Regions from separate parts of the Capra hircus genome. Here region 1 is linked to region 2. A link is a contact called in public Hi-C data. All regions are on one chromosome and are shown on one strand. Each heading gives the region's core, a stretch centred on a gene start, on an enhancer-like site or on the middle of the called end of the contact. The rest is flanking DNA. Distances are from core to core; before and after follow the strand shown.

Region 1 (3,038 bases), core at 228-2,727, 64 kb before region 2:
AGGTCTCAGTTCAGTTCAGTCGCTCAGTTGTGTCTGACTCTGTGACACCGTGGACTGCAGCACACCAGGCTTCCCTGACCATCACCAACTGCCGGAGCTTGCTCAAACTCATGTCCATCGAGTCGGTGACACCATCCTGCCAACTCATCCTCTGTTGTCCCCTTCTCCTGCCTTCAATCTTTCCCAGCATCAGGGTCTTTTCCAATGAGTCAAACAGTCTGCTGCTGCTGCTAAGTCGCTTCAGTCGTGTCTGACTCTGTCTTTAGTTCCCCATAGATGGCAGCCCACCAGGCTCCCCTATCCCTGGGATTCTCCAGGCAAGAACACTGGAGTGGGTTGCCATTTCCTTCTCCAATGCATCATAGTCTAGTTTGTAACAAATGCTGAGTTCAGCTTCTTCATACTGGTTGCTTGAAATCTGGCAATAGTGGGAGTATTTACACCAAGGAAACCTGCAAATCAGGGTTTAATTCCTTGTTGACTGCTTACGGAAGTGGGGGGGGGAGGTGGATGTTAATAATGCAGATTGAACTTGAATGTGCATGGTGTCTGTACCCTTTGTAGCATGAATAGCATAAGTTGAGGAAATATTCTTCCAGTACTTGACACTATTATTCAGTTCAGTAGAGAAGTTTCTTCCTCACATCATCCAAAAATGAGTGAAACTTAAAGAGTGAAGCTGGGAAGGAGGAAAACTTTCTTCAGTTGAAGAAAGTTTGGAAGCAGTGCAGATCTGTTAGGTTTCGCTATTTTTCACTTCTTTTTTTTTTTAAGTCTTCACTGAATTTATTATAGGGCTTCCCTGATAGCTCAGTTGGTAAAAATAGTGCTTCTGTTTTCTCTTTTTGCCACAAGGCATGTGGGATCTTAGCTCCTGTCCCCGGGATTGAACTCCACTGGATGGACCACCAGGGAAGTCCCTTACTTCCGTGTTTTTTTTTTTTTTTTTTAAATTCATGGCCGCCTGGCATGCGGGTTCTTAGCTCCCACACCAGGGATTAAATCCGCACCCCCTGCAGTGGAAGTAAGGAATCTTAGCCATTGGACCGCCAGGGAGTCCTGGTAAGTCCCTTAATTCTTAACATAAAGGAAAATCAGCTAACACTTGGGTCAAAACTATATTCCTTTGGCAACGGCAATGGGGTGAGAAACTTTTCGCTGAAGGGGATAGAAATCAAACACTTACCAGTGATCTGACTTTGTGACACTATAGAATTATAAAAAACTCACACTAGATTTGGCAAGGCATGTCGAGGTTGCAGTCGCATGGAATTTACAATCGACTTGCGAACCCTTGTCCCTACACACACTGTTTCTGAGAACTGGTGTTGACAACTGTGCGGGGCGCAGAGTTGGGCCTGAGGTCCCCGGGGAGCTTGGCTGGGGCCAGGCGGGCGCAGGCGCGCTGTGAGGCCCCCTTCCCAGAGTCGCCGCCAGGGGGCGGGCGAGGCAGCCGGCAGCTTCGCGCTTTGGCCCCCAGCGCGGCCCGTCGCCCGGCCCGGCGGCGGGAAAATCCCACCAGATCTCCCAGGCGGCCGCGTCTTTCTGTCCTGGCGCGCCTGCCAGGATCCGCCCGTGGTGATGACGGAGGAGGAGGAGTGGTCCGAGGAGCAGCAAAGCTTCTCTTACCGACAGGTACAGGAGAATGGGGTCCTGGCGGGGCTGGGGAAGGACGGCGTCGAGATTCTGCGGGGAAAAAGGCGCCGCCTCAGCCCAGCCTCGTCTTCCTACCGAGGCCCCAGGTCGGAAGTCGAGCTCGGCCGCCTCCGGCCTCTGGCGCCTGCGCATGAGCCGACCCGGCTGCCGCGGGGGGTGCTGGGAGACGGTTTCCTAGGTTTAGCGGGTCGGAGCTTGGGGTGGCTGAGTGAGAGGGAAGATTCGGGGAAGATACCTGCCGTGCACCGGGAGTCCGGCGGCGGAGGCCCCTCTGGCTTTGTGACAGGCTCAGTCTCCTCGGACAGGGTTGTTCTGAGGCACGCAGCACGAGCTCTAAAAATGTTGGCTCCTCGAATCGGTGGGTCCATCCTGCGGGGGAGGAGACGGCCCCGGAACCCATCGGATGTGGGTTCGAATCTCGACTCCGCACAGAGTGTTGTGTTGACTCTCCCCGAACTCATTTTCCTAGATGGAAAAATCAGGGTGATAATAACCAGCTCTCGGCGTAGTTGCTGGTATTCAGTCCTTCACTTAGCACCGCGAATAAATACCGTGTGGGAGAGTCGTGAGAAAAACCAAGAATCTCAGAGGCTTAACCGAAGAGAATTGAGAATGAGGTCAGGAAAGGGGCGCTTCCTAAATTTCAGAGGCTGTTTACCCACTGTCTCCCTTTATTTTGAAGTTCGAGCCTTCAGAAAAGGTTGCAAATTAGCCCATTCATCACCCATGTGCCCCTCACCTAGATTAACCAGTTAACATTTTGCTGTATTTGCTCCCTTCTTTTCTCTAAATTATTTGAGAATTAAATACACTTGATGCTTCACCTTTAAATTTTAATGCTTTAACATGGTTCTTCCAAGGTCATAATTCTGATCACATTCAAGAGGCTTGATAATTAATAAAATCCTATTATCTAATATGAATCCATATTCAGTTTTCCCCAGTTGTCCCAAAGATATTCTTTCATGGTCTTTTTTTCCTTCACCCAGGATCCAGTTGGGGATCATGCATTGTGTCTAGTCCTGGCTTTGGTCTCTCCTGGAACGGTTCTCCACCTCCTTTGGGTTTCATGACATTGGTAGTTTCGAAGAGTCCATTCATGGCAAAGATGTGGGAGATAAACTCTTTGAGAGCAGGGACTGTTCTTTTGAGTTTTGTGTTCTCATCCCCTAGTACAGAGCCTAGCTCTCAACAGACAATAAATGCTTACTGAATAAGTGAGTCAGGCTGCAAAGATGGACTGAGAAATTTGAACCTCATCCTCTGTGCAGTGGTGACCTGATGGAGGATCCCACTGTTCACTCAGCCAGGTGTTCTTGGCACTGGGTGGACAGCCATGAACAGTACTGAAGGATCCTGCCCTTGAGGAATTTAGAGTCTAT
Region 2 (2,700 bases), core at 192-2,691:
GCTTCTCATTGCGGTGGCTTCTCTCGTTGTGGCTTAAGGGCTGTAGGGCTTGGACTCAGTAACTCTGGCTCATGGGCTTAGTTGCCCTGTGGCCGGCATGTAAGATCTTATTTCCCAAACCAGGTATCAAACCTGTGTCCACTGTATTGGCAGGCAGATTCTTAACCACTGGACCACCAGGGAAGTCCTTTAAAATCAGTCATTATCTTATGTGAAAGAATCTTCATGCAAAAGCTGCTTTTACAGGGTGACCTAAAGGGGGTTATTCTGTATGACAAATTCAGCAAATCCCCCACAAACCTCCAGTTTGTGAAGCACTGGATGTCATGCTTTGGGCAGCCATGTGCCCTGCGCTCTCCAGGATAATTTCAATTTAAAATACTCTAGCCCCTTGTCAAACCATGCAGACCAATTTGGGTTTGAAGAATCCACTGTCGTAGTTAACCCCACTCTGCGCTGAGAAGCCGCGGGAAGATAAAGTGGTGCTCGGTCTGAGAAGGACGCGCTCATGGCCCTCCCTCCTTCCCTCCCAGCTCTCCTTTCTTTTATGGTTTGTAGTTATAACCAAGATTTATGCCTGTTGCTCCACAAATCTTCTCCCTGCCATTATGAGTTTGTCTGCGCAGTCTAGAGATGGGCTGACACTGAGTGATGCTCAAGGTAAATCTGCGAGGGGCGCTCCTTGACTCCGAGTCAGCCAGGAGCCGACTCCTGGCCCCTGTGGACGGGAAGAAGACGTGCTGCCACCTTTGTGACCTCTTGCCTTGGTGACCTTGGTGGCACCGCTTTCCTGCTTATGTTCAGAGAGTCTGTGGGGTGGCACCAAGAGGCCTTTCTCTGTGTCTGCTCTGGTCCAGTCGGGCCACAGCAGCACATCTCCAGGGGCAGGGCTGCCGTTTCCAGCTTGGAGGGGAGGAGCTGCTGATGGAATCCAGCACAGAGGTTAACGATTGTACATGTGTGAGTACCCAGTCACTAAGTCATGTCCGACTCTTTGTGACCCCGTGGACTGTAGCCCTCTAGACTTCCCTGTCCATGGGATTTTCTAGACAAGAATACTGTAGTGGGTTGCCATTTCCACCTCCATAGGATCTTCCCGACCCAGGGGTTGAACCTGCCTTTCCCATACTTGTAGATGGATTCTTTACCACTGGGCCACCTGGAAGCCCTGGTCATACATAGACACGGTTTAGCTTTTCCACAGTTTGCTGAAAATGGGTTTACTAGACGTCTTCTCCCCCCTTTCCTCATACTTTGTATTTGCTGTATCCTTTTGTGTGTACCTTTGACTCATTTCAAATCTCTTGTGAAATGAAGTGGCGGCACCAGGAAATACATGCTTTAAGAAAAGTGTCAAGCTTGCATTAAACACTGACTAGCTGTCATGGCGCTGGGAAGCTACGCACCAGGCCTGGGCCCTCTGGCCCGTCCCTGCCTGGTCACACCCACACCCACACGCCTTCTGCAGACCAGGAGGGAGTCAGCTTGTCTTCAACCTAAAGGCCAGTTGATTTGTTAGCGAATTAGGCCATTTTATTAAATATCCTGTAAACAGGTGAAGTATAATGTGAACAGAGGGATCAACAAATATGGTGTGTTTTGTAAATACAGATGTAAAAAGAGGATTCTGTGAAAACTAAGCCGAATGTTTTGTTAAATGCAAATTCCTAAAAAGGTTGCTGTCCTTTTAGATGTGAGTGGAGAAGATACTAAAAATCTTGAAGCATTCTGTACTTAAGTTTGCTTTGCTAATGTCTTTTAAAGGCTTACTTTGCTTTAGAAATTGTGAAGGGTGTATTACAGGTGAAGTTTATGCAAGAAAGACGTCTGGGAACTTCAGTCTGTGGGCCCACACTCAAAGAAAAGCTCTTGGCTTCACATCAAAAGATTAGCAAATGACTGCGTTTGTTTATAGGTTTTAAGTTCATGTGAAATGTTGAAGGTATGTAGATAGACTCCATTTTTAATGATTCTCTGCTTTAACCGATTTTTCGATTAACTAACCTATTACTAGCTCTGATCACCGAGGCCGGAAGGACTTCTGCTCTGTGATGTGCTGGCCTCTGTGCTGGTTTCTTTGTTTTCATTATCTTGTTTCATCCTAACAATTGGTGAAGATCCCTCTTCCTCGGGGTACAGTGAGGAAAACAAGCCCAGGTTCCCATAGCTAGTCAGCAACAGGATTGTGGTGTAAACCCCAAGATCTTGAGCAGGCTGGGGTAGCAGGCGGGCAGCGTGCCCACCTCGCGGGGCACAGAGGTGTGGGAGACTTTGGCTTTAGGCTTTTTTAGACTTTATTTTTATTTTAGGCTTTGGCTTGTTCAGGTGCTGCCTGGTGAGTCTGTGCTTCTCTGAAGCCGCTGCCTTCATGCACTGTCGCTGGTTGGAGTCTTTTGTGCGCATCTTAGCTGTTGAAAAGGCACCTATTAATTTATCACAGGTGATGTGGGCCTCCTTGTGCTTGGAGGAGGCGTCTGCACCCATGTACCTCACTAATGACGGGTTACGGGATGGAGGCGAGATAATAGGATCTTTTCATCTCGTCTGTCGAGCACGGTGCTGTGTCCCTGGTAGCTCCTAGGGGGCAGCAGCTGCTTGTTGTTCCCTCTCCTGCTGGCAGAGGGGAGGGTCCACAACTGAGTGCTTTGCGTTCCACGCCACAGAAGTCAAGAAACTGCAGACTTTGGGATCTTCCTCTCT

The links. A called contact is a pair of places that touch in the nucleus more often than the background predicts.
Region 1: a Hi-C map of liver shows a contact between it and region 2, with 2.4 times the contacts expected there. The contact joins the promoter of LOC102187615 here to the enhancer-like site in region 2. A contact is called at or near these places in 2 of 5 Hi-C or Micro-C datasets (blood and liver).

The regions. Positions count from the first base shown.
Region 1 is chr16:41,640,111-41,643,148 of ARS1.2, reverse strand. It overlaps LOC102187615 (centromere protein S), which reads left to right and starts at 1,477. Exons shown (of 5, transcript XM_018060360.1): 1 at 1,477-1,635. The coding sequence starts at 1,582. It overlaps LOC108637773 (a long non-coding RNA gene), which reads right to left and starts at 2,421. Exons shown (of 3, transcript XR_001919287.1): 1 at 1,630-2,421.
Region 2 is chr16:41,576,357-41,579,056 of ARS1.2, reverse strand. The region is part of intron 2 of PEX14 (peroxisomal membrane protein PEX14); the gene reads left to right. Among named protein-coding and RNA genes, the nearest start is that of PEX14, 22 kb to the left of the region's middle. Within about 2 kb of position 1,441, at least 1 of the 5 cell types and tissues checked has an H3K27ac peak or open chromatin away from gene starts, as enhancers often do.